Linked DNA regions of Zea mays: region 2 is linked to region 1. Evidence: chromatin contacts called from public Hi-C data. All regions are on one chromosome and are shown on one strand. The core of a region is the stretch at or near the end of the contact, and the rest is flanking DNA. Distances in the headings are between cores, read along the strand shown.

Region 1 (4,981 bases), core at 2,442-4,941:
GTTGTGTCTTGTATTGAATGCTATAGCTCTTGTAAGGTGTTTGAAGGCTGAAAACTTGGATGCCATGAATGGTGGGTGGTTGGGGGTATTTATAGCCCCAACCACCAAACTAGCCGTTTGGTGGAGGCTGCTGTCGTATGGCGCACCGGACAGTCCGGTGCGCCACCGGACACTGTCCGGTGCACCAGCCACATCACCCGACCGTTAGGGTTTGACCGTTGGAGCTTCTGTCTTTTGGGCCACCGGACAGTCCGGTGGTGCACCGGACAGGTCCTGTAGACTGTCCGGTGCGCCTTTTGGCTCTGCTCTGACTTCTACGCGCACTATAGCGCATTAACTCCTATTGCAGACGACCGTTGGCGTTGTAGTAGCCGTTACTCCGCTGGCACACCGGACAGTCCGGTGCTACACCAGACAGTCCAGTGAATTATAGCGGAGCGGCTCCCAGAATTCCCGAAGGTGAGCAGTTCGGAGTTGAGTTCCCTGGTGCACCGGACACTGTCCGGTGGCACACCGAATAGTTCGGTGCGCCAGATTAGGGCACACTTCGGTATACTTTGCTCCTTTGTTTTGAACCCTTTCTTTTGACTTTGTATTGGTTTGTTGTGAATCTTTGGCACCTGTAGAACTTATAGTCTAGAGCAAACTAGTTAGTCCAATTATTTGTGTTGGGCAATTCAACCACCAAAATCAATTAGTAAAAGGTGTAAGCCTATTTCCCTTTCACAGATATGTTGAACGACTATCACGAAGCACAGTTCGCCGGAGGATGTACGGAAGACGAGCCAGAGCCAGCCGCAAAGGCGTTCTACGACATGTTTGACGCGGCACAGAAGCCCCTTCACGGCCAGACAAAGGTTTCTCAACTGGATGCCATTGGGTGTGTAATGGTGTTCCAAGTCGCAGTACATCATGAGTCGAGACGCATTTGATGGCTTGTTGACGGTTATTGGCAGCCTGCTTCCGGAGGATCACATTCTGCCAAAGTGCATGTACGAGGCACAGATACATGCTTGTCCGAAGGGCTGCGTGCTATTTAGGAAAGAATACGCGGAGGCAAAGTACTGTCCGAAGTGTAAATCGTCTAGGTTCATGGAGATAGAATCTGGTGATGGACAGAAGAGGCAGCTCGACATCCTCGTGACAATCCTACGCCACCTTCCATTCATACTGAGGATCCAGCGTCTATACATGACCGAGGAATTCGCGAAACAGATGACATGGCACAAAATGGAAAACGATACAATCCTGACAATATGGTGCACGCATCTGATAGTGAAGCATGGAAACACTTTGATGTCATTCACCGTGAGAAAGCCGAAGAGGCTCGTAATGTACGTGTTGCGCTGGCCACAGATGGGTTCAATCCCAATGGAATGAGCGCTGCCCCGTACACATGTTGGCCCGTGTTTGTTATCCCAATCAATCTTCCTCCCCCGGTGTGTCCTTTCAAAGGCAGAACATATTCGTGTCGTTGATAATTCCCGGATACCCGGGGAATAAAATGGTCGTGTACATGGAGCGTTTGATTGATGAATTGGTGCATGTTTGATACCAGTACTCCATGCATGACTTACTGGCGTATGGGCTATTCTGCGCCTGGTGTGTTCACAGTAAGTTCCCATACCCAGTTTACAAGGAAGCTCTTAGGTTCATTTGGTTGAAAAAGGGTGGCAAATATTCGTCGTTCGATAAACATCGACAATTTCTTCCTTCTGACCATCCTTTCCGCCTAGACATCAAGAACTTTATGAAATGTGTCGTAGTGACATACCACCCACCTGTAACGATGACTAGTGCCGAAATTCGTCAACAGATAGACGGGCTCGTGGCCAATCCAGAAGGTGGTTTTGTGGGATATGGTGAGCAGCATATGTGGACACATAAGTCGGGCTTGACTCGGCTCCCCTATTATGACGATCAGCTCCTTCCACACAACATTGATGTGATGCACACTGAAAAGAATGTTGTCGGGGCACTTTGGACAACAATTATGGACATTCCTGATAAGTCAAAGGATAACGTAAAGGCAAGAGTGGATCTGGCAGCGTTATGTGATAGAACAAACCAAGAGATGAACTCGGTCTGAACTTGTTTGATGTTGGTAATGATTTGCGAGATACTTGAGACTTATGTTCTTGAGCGTTGGATACTTATGTTTGTGTTCGAACATGTTGGTTATGCTGTGATAACTAGTTTGATTTATGGTCTTTGTGAGATATGCGATGTATATATGATTTCTGTGATGATTATGTGATATCTGTGATATATATATGTGATATATCTTTTGTTTGTTTGGAGGGAATATGAAAAACAAATTAAAAAGGTGTATACTGATCACTTTGCCGAGTGTCAGGGTCATAGCACTCGGCAAAGAAAGAACACCTGGGTACCAGTAAAGCTTCTTTGCCAAGTGTTGTGACCCTGGTACTCGGCAAAGAAGCAAGCTTTGCCGAGTGCCTCCTAGAGCACTCGGCAAAGAAACTGACAAAGGGACCGCCAGTGGACTCGTTGCCGAGCGCTAGGCTAGTGGGCACTCGGCAAAGAGGAAAACTCTTTACCGAGTGCCACCTAATACACTCGGCAAAGGTAATCTTTTTGCCGAGTGTCACCTAGAATACTCGGCAAAGGCGCCATCTCCATTACCAGTCGCCGTGATGGCGACTTTTCTTTGCCGAGTACCGAGTGACACTCAGCAAAGTCTTTGTCGAGTGCCCGATAAAAAGTACTCGACTAAGAAGCCGTTGCCGATGTATAGTTCGCCGAGCTCTCTTTGCCGAGTGCTACACTCGGCAAAAACTTCGCCGAGTGTTTTCCAGGCTCAGGCACTCGGGAAAGAGTCTGATTCCAGTAGTGCATTTTATAGTGCCAAATTGAAGTGCAATTGACATATGCTAAGCAGATTGAACTCAATCCTCCCCTGAGTGACAGAAGCATCAGCGATTTCGCTTGACGCGTCTAGCTAGGCCACCATCTTGCCAGATGCCCATGTTAACCATCCAAACACAGCAGAAATATGCACATGTTCAGTGAAAACATGAAAACCAACTCAAAAAACATATTTATATTACTAGATTTTTTTTGAAACTTGACACATCCACAATGCATCTGTATATGTACTTACATGCGAGCTGGTATGCAAAATCACTTCTGTAAAGTACATACAAAAGTGGTAAATTTCAGAAGCTTTGCACTAGAATACAGAACTCTAGGAATTATCTTCTATTGAACATATACCTGAAATTTATTGTTTTTGTATATTTTTTCTAGATGTATTATTTGCATCCTAGATTTTACATGTGAGTACATATATGCACTATAGATATATCAAGTTTTTAAAAATGAGTGATCGAAATATGTTTCTTGAGTTGATTTTTCTCTCAAAAACAAATGTAGGTTTCACCGTAGTATTTTTTTTTCAAAAAAAGGGCCAACTCTTTTTTTAAGTGATCAGAATATGTTTTGAGTTAGTTTCTATGCTTCCATATAAAATGATATAGTTTCCATCACGTATTTTCCCATAAATACAGGATACAGCCAAGCTCTAGTTTTGTTGAACTCCACTGTTTGAGAATACGCTCGAAGAAGCTGGGACAATAGCTCTATCAACAAACACACACACACACACATGACAAACCATTGTTCCGTCGCTGTAGTTTCTTGTTGAAAGAAAAGCCCACTGGGCCTCGTACCGAGTACAAAGTGCTAGTAAAAATAGCAATAGGAGTATGGGCCTACGCGAATTGACGTATCCATGTCGCCTCTGCCTCTTTGTTTCCAGTGATCCACATGTTTCAAGAGCGGAAAATTGGACAGCCCGCACAGTTTATTATGAACAACAAGACAACCAAAATGGTTGATACTAATCATCATCTTTATTTCTTTCTAGCGCATCCAACGTGGATTGCACTGCAAGGCATCTTTACAGTGAATTATCAAGAAGATATGAAAGGAACCAGATTATTCTTTCATCAGCCTACAGCCCTATACATTAGTATATATGAGACCTTTTTGCTAACTAACCGTTTCATTTCTCGTATATGACAACTTCCCTACAACTACAGTGTGGTCACTTTACGACAGCCCCAAAGATCGACGCGCCTGTTAGCTGAAGAACCTGCTGTTTACCCCGGCCCTGTACAGCTGCAGAGACTCGGGGCCACACGCAGAGATCTTAACCTCAGTGTATGCTGGGACGAAGAAAACATCACCTTCGTCTGCCTTTTCTCCATCTGACGCAGAATCCAACTGAATCTCGCCTGCCCCGGTCATTACGAGAAAGATGGATGGACCTGGTACCGGGGGTACGACAACCAGCGATCCACCTGGAGGCACCAAGCAGCGATCGACCTCGAACTCGTTAAATGGAGGGGTGTAGCGCCTTACGTGTGGCTGCACAGGAACTCCGCGCAAAATTTCTGGGAAAGCCTAGATAAAAAAGAAGAAGACGCCCCGCAGTAGATGTAGATCAATTAATTAAAGAAGCAAATCACAAAATCATGCACTGAATTCTGAAGCATTTGCTCGCTGGGAGAGAGGTACTTGCCGAGTCAAGAACCCATGGAACAAGCAATATAAACGAAGAAATATACTTTATATGAGAAACAACAGTAATGATGACACTGACCTGTTTGTATGTTAGCATTGAGCAGAGAGTTTGCACGTCTCTGTATTTAGGTGTCAAACCAGCGCGTACAACGTTGTCTGAGGTGGCCATACATTCAATGCATTCCCCCGAGAGGTATGCATGCGGTTCATTTGCACCAATATAAAGCGCTTCGCCAGGACTGAGCTTGACATAGTTAAAAAAAAGTGCTGCTAGAACACCAACATCGTCTTGATATTGTCTCTCCAAGGACAAAAGCAGCTGTTCTTTGTCTGTTAAGGTCCTAATCTGAATAGAACAAGACATTATCAGTCAGTGGCTTGGGAATTGTTGTTCATCAGTTTTTTGCAACAAAATGCCAAGATGTGGATGGTA
Region 2 (5,294 bases), core at 1,808-4,307, 230 kb before region 1:
CTTTCCTCCGGTACCAGTGGACGGTGATGGTGTTACCGCCCTCGTCATCTTGGAAGCCTACGTGCAGCGGCTGGTGGACGTCGCCGACGAAGTGTGCCAGGAACATCAGGCTCTCCGTCAGGTTATCTGGTTGCGCACGTGTTCAGAAGACAGAGTCACTCCTGCTGGTCTGTGTGCTAGATCAAACAGGGTCTCGTTCATGTGCTGCAGACTGCAGTAGTTCGTGTTCGTCGCACACTTACACGAAGTCTTCTGGCCGTAGCTGTAGAGCTGGTCCGTGTAGTTGTTGATAGCCCCGACGACGCACATCCCTTGCTGGCCACGAGAATTGTGGCAGTCCCCTGAAAGGAACATCAATTTGGCAGCTAACGTGTTAGTTCTAAATTCTTGACGCTGGTACAGAGTCTCACACGCCTTCAGTAACCAAAAGAGTACACTTCCCGGTTGGCTCTCCTCTCCTCAACGTCTCTCTCAGTCTGTCACTGTATCTGTATGGCGAGTTTTTTTTTTTTTTGTACGTCTCTTTGATTTGCCACATGAATGCTACGTTACCTCAAGGCTCAAGTAACAGTGGACTGTTTGCTAAAGCAAGCGATCCAATCTTCTTTTATTCACCCAGTCAGATTTTACTGGTAATTTAGCATCACATCTAAGTATCTAACACATCTGACTCTAAGAGTGTGTTTAGTTGCAATAATAGAACGAAAACTGTATGAGACTATTCCTTAAATAAGACTATTTGGTTAAGGGTCATGGATTAAAACAGGACCGTTCCTTAGATATCCGTCAGAATTAGACAAACGACAGGAACGAGAGGGGATACTAGAGGTCCCCGCTGTTCCGCAATCAAACGCACCATAAGGGTTGATTTGGTGACAAAGGGATCCCGGGAGGATTGGAGGGGATTGGGGGGAAAATAAACTAATTTCCCCCTCAATCCCCTCCAATCCTTCCGGGATCCCGGATCACCAAATCAGCCCTAAAGGACCACCGAAGATTTTGCGTGCACATGTGGCTGCCGGCGACGTGCTTGACCCCGGTCACTATTCCTGCCCCTTAAGAACGTGGGCCAAATATAGATAAGGTACGAAAAATATCCTGTTCTTAGCCGGCACAAACAACTGTCTCGCTGTCTCATTTGTCCACGTGCAATTATTAGCTCACCCTTTTCCTTTTGTTTTCTAACTACTATTTCATCGGCCGTGCAATATTCAGAGAGAAACATTTGGATGGGCTCAAGATTTTTCTGGTTGAGATCACTAAAGACAGCTAGCCAAAGCCAGTGTTTATTACGATGAAAGCAGTTGCTTGAGAAGAACACGTGCTCTCAGTATGGGCTCAGACACCGAGCATGTGGGAGATGCGTGAAGCAAAGCAGCTCAAGAGACCTGCATGTTCACTCAACCTCTTGTCCGCTCCAAGAAGCAATAGATTCGGTTGGCCATGAGCCATGACACTTGGAGGCATCGATGTTCATCCGCGGCATCTCCATGGTAGATAGACAATTTTAACTAAATAATAAACAATAAACATCATTGCTCGCAGTAGCGAATCTAGCCGATAATATGATCGAGGTCATCAAGAGCAGTTTTGCTATATCATATAAAATTTTATGAACTTTAACAGTATTTTACTAAAGAATTTATAAAATTTATCGGGGTCGGCTGATCCCGATAAACCCCTCTAGATTCGCCCTGATTGCTCGGTTAAACGGCCAATGGGCTAGTTTGGAAACAAACTCAAATCAACTCCGGGAATGGAGAGGATTGCACGAGAAATGAACTAATTTCTTCCCCAACCTTCTCCCGTCTCGAATGGGATTTAAGTTATTAAACTAGCTCTAAACAGGCACCATAAACAGAATAAACGGAACATTGTGTAGCATTAAAATGGCGTGTAAACGGGCTAACGAACATTACCTACAAGACAAGTGCAGCCAAAAATTTTCCACTGGAAAATGCTACGATGGGCTTGCGCAAACCTAGAGAAACATTTACCTGATGGCGTTTTCTTTGTCGGTGAATAACTAGCCAATCCAATACATATATAAAGCTTATTCTGTCAGTTAGTCGAATATCTTGCCCTACTTTGGTAACGTACTCACTTGCAAAATCTTAAAAACTATTTGCTGAATTATTCTCTATGACTGGCCCCGCAACAAAATATATTGCTAAATTTTGTTTAAATCACATTATACTAATACATAATATAATGCATTTTTATCGCTCTTTTTTTTTTAAACCGAGAGTACATTTGTCTGTTTTCGCTGAATACGATTCGTGCATGTACAGTGCCCGAAGCCCCGAGCTTCAGTTTGAATGACACTAACACTGCTACCCAAAGTCCCAAACACTCTGAACAACGCTCGCCTTCAGCTCATGAATTGGTCCGAAACGTTCATTGATGGCGGGCAATTGAACCCCCAGCGGTTTAACGCGAGGCTACGGTTCTTGTTGCAGCGGTGAGCAGGTAGGCGGGGAAGGGATCGAAGAGGATACATACGAGAATACTTGAAGTTGCAGACTTGGGGGGTGTTGGCGTAGTGGAGCGGGCTGGCCCAGTGGTAGTGCCAGCGCACCTGGTCCGCCCACGGGCACACCGTCGACAGCTCCCCGCCCGCCGACTCCGGCAGCAGCGCCTGCACCGCCGCCGCCGCCTTCTCCGACAGGTACTTCTGCACGCCGCGCAAAGAGGCATCCATCAGAATTCCAGGAAGGAGCGCTCGCCCAGCTCTGCTGTCTACAATTCGACCCAACTTTCATAGGGCGGAATCGGGCGCGACCTCGGCGATCTTGCAGACCATGATGTGGCCCTCCTTTCCCCACGCGCCGGCGAGGGGCGGGGCAAGGAGGAGGAGGAGGAAGACGAGTGGGAACAGGAGCAGCGCCCGCTGCTGGTGGTGGCGCGCCATGTCTCTCTGCTCACGGTTCTCCTCCTACCTTCCTCCTCACTCCTCAGCGTGGCCGCTCTGTTCTTATGGAAGGAAGGTTGTCGCCTCGTGGAATGAGCTTTGGTGTTGGGCTGGTTTCGGGAGTTCTGGGCGGAGGGAACACAAGCGGGAGCTTTTGGGCCTGGCCTGGGTAGAAGAATAGCCCGAAGGACGTCGATGAAGATTTAGGCCCGGTATCAATAATCGCCTGATGGCTCAGTCGTGACCTGGTTAATTTTAAGATGTTTTTGGTTCAAATATGTTACCACCCTCCCTTCCAAAATAATACTCGTTTTAACTCTTAGTTTTGATGTTTACATTCAAATAGACGAATATAAACCTACATCAAATATTGTATGAACCTATTAATTAACTAAAACGGTTTTTAATTTGGGACGGAGGAGTACTAGACATTATTCATAAAAGATAGCTGTGTCCATATATTTATACGTATAGGAGTGGATGTGCTTACATATATGTATGCTAACCCATACTTTTTATTGCATTTCATAAGAAAACTAAACATCCTACATGTCTCATTTTGTGTAGTGGTTCATAACAAAACGTGAACAAACTAAATCTCTCATATTTTCCCCCTACTAGTTCAATGCCGGTTCAAAATTAGGAGTAAGTTTAGGAAACTATTAGAGATGCTCTAAGGTAGTGTTTGTTCTGGAGCTAGTTAGGATGGAGCGGCTCTAGGACAGGGAGCAGCTCCATCCGGAAGATTTTGGAGAGCTGGTTCAACATTTGAATAAAATTTTTCTTTTTAGAGTCACTCTGTCCTATATGTAATCAATCTAAACAAAAACAAATTGGAAGTGAACCGGCATACTCCAAAATCAAAGACTGTCTAAGATTACTCTTTGAATTCCGACTGGATTTCTGGTTGTAAATGATGCAATATATGCATCTGAGAGCATCACTGCAGCATGCAACTCTGCGTACAAGGGTGTATGACTCAATCCTAGAAGGCGCCACTAATAAAACTAGCACATTACGTTTACTTAATTAAAACAATGCCAACGTTACTATTCTCTAGTACTTCTATGCGGCTCTTAATATATGGTTAATGTCGTATTGATGCATTATTTTAACTTGAGCGAACATAAATATGCTAAATATGCTAAGGTGATGTTTGGTTCGTATATTTGTAACTTAATGAGTCACTGATAATGTTAATTGATGTTTACTTATATACCACACCAGAAAATGACACTAGAAAGAGACAGATCCATTTATAGTGGCTCAAGGGGTTTGTGGGGTCTTCTACAAATACGAAACGAAGGAACCGCTTCGAATCCACAACCAGGTGACTCGGCCATAGCTTTCTTCACTGTACCATGCATTTAGATAAATTTAAGCCCCTTTTTAAAACACAAGAAATTTATAGAAATTATGTAAAAAAATTCACTGAGATCAGTTTATTTTCGTGAGAAACGGCAAAAGAATTCCGTGAAACATAAGCAAGAGTAGCGTAGCGTGTTCAAGTTACGGTCGTCCATGGACTTGTCACCTCATCAGCTGCTGCGACAACGACATCATCCTGACGACCCAACACATGCATGTGCCGCCCGTCGTCGTCGGCGTTGCCCGCGCAAGGTGCGCGCGTAGGCCGGTTACCTACCCTAATGGGCTTAGGCTTAGACGACTCTTGCGATCAAAACCACTTGTTGAGCGACGAAAGGCGCAAGTTGTGGAGAAGACGATCCGTGCTTGCATGCATGGGGGCCGGGATGGAAAATTAAAGGAGGGTGAAGAAACACTCAAATAATGCTGGCGATAGACCCCTGGCCTCTCCGGCCTGCTTTTTATCACCACTGCAATGAGAACGAAAATGGCGGTCGCTTTCGGAGGGGAAGCAAACCAGCAGTACAGATCGAACTGCGGGCAGACCTGGCTAGCTATAGCTGCTGCCATGTGTCGACCGTGGAACGAAACCAAATTATTTTGGTTTTAAAGGTCTCCAGATCATGTCAGATCGACATATAAAGATGTGTACGTTTACGAGCAAGTTGCATCAGATTAGCTAGATCATGCATGCTTTAGAGAATTATTATTGTGTGTACTTCTCCATGTGTACTGATGACGAGCGGGTCCTCAGTCCTCACTGGCGGCGGTGGACTGGCAGCAGGTGCATACGTACACAGCAGGTGGCAGTAGCACTGGCTCTGGCTGTGACACAAATTGTTACTTACACTTTTTTTAATTATCATCACTAGTTAGCAAAACCACCGGTTGATAATCGTCGTTTCAATGATATCCACCTTCACAGCCGCATATATACCATGCATGTACTCGACAGAGGATGATCGTCAGCACTAGAGAGAAGCACCCAACGGATACACCTTCTATAGGCCCTAGT

Evidence for each region. A called contact is a pair of places that touch in the nucleus more often than the background predicts.
Region 2: a Hi-C map of ear shows a contact between it and region 1, with 4 times the contacts expected there. The contact joins the promoter of LOC100170237 here to the enhancer-like site in region 1. A contact is called at or near these places in 3 of 25 Hi-C or Micro-C datasets (ear, leaf and tassel).

Annotation. Positions count from the first base shown.
Region 1 is chr8:11,720,546-11,725,526 of Zm-B73-REFERENCE-NAM-5.0, reverse strand. LOC100272536 reads right to left here. Exons shown (of 5, transcript NM_001147004.1): 4 at 4,628-4,894; 5 at 3,859-4,428. The coding sequence ends at 4,105. Among protein-coding and RNA genes, the nearest start is that of LOC109941660, 22 kb to the right of the region's middle. Within about 2 kb of position 3,691, at least 15 of the 20 cell types and tissues checked have an H3K27ac peak or open chromatin away from gene starts, as enhancers often do. A contact at or near this core is called in ear, leaf and tassel, where this site is marked.
Region 2 is chr8:11,950,456-11,955,749 of Zm-B73-REFERENCE-NAM-5.0, reverse strand. LOC100170237 reads right to left here and starts at 3,057. Exons shown (of 8, transcript NM_001130119.2): 1 at 2,783-3,057; 2 at 2,503-2,674; 3 at 243-341; 4 at 1-126. The coding sequence starts at 2,911.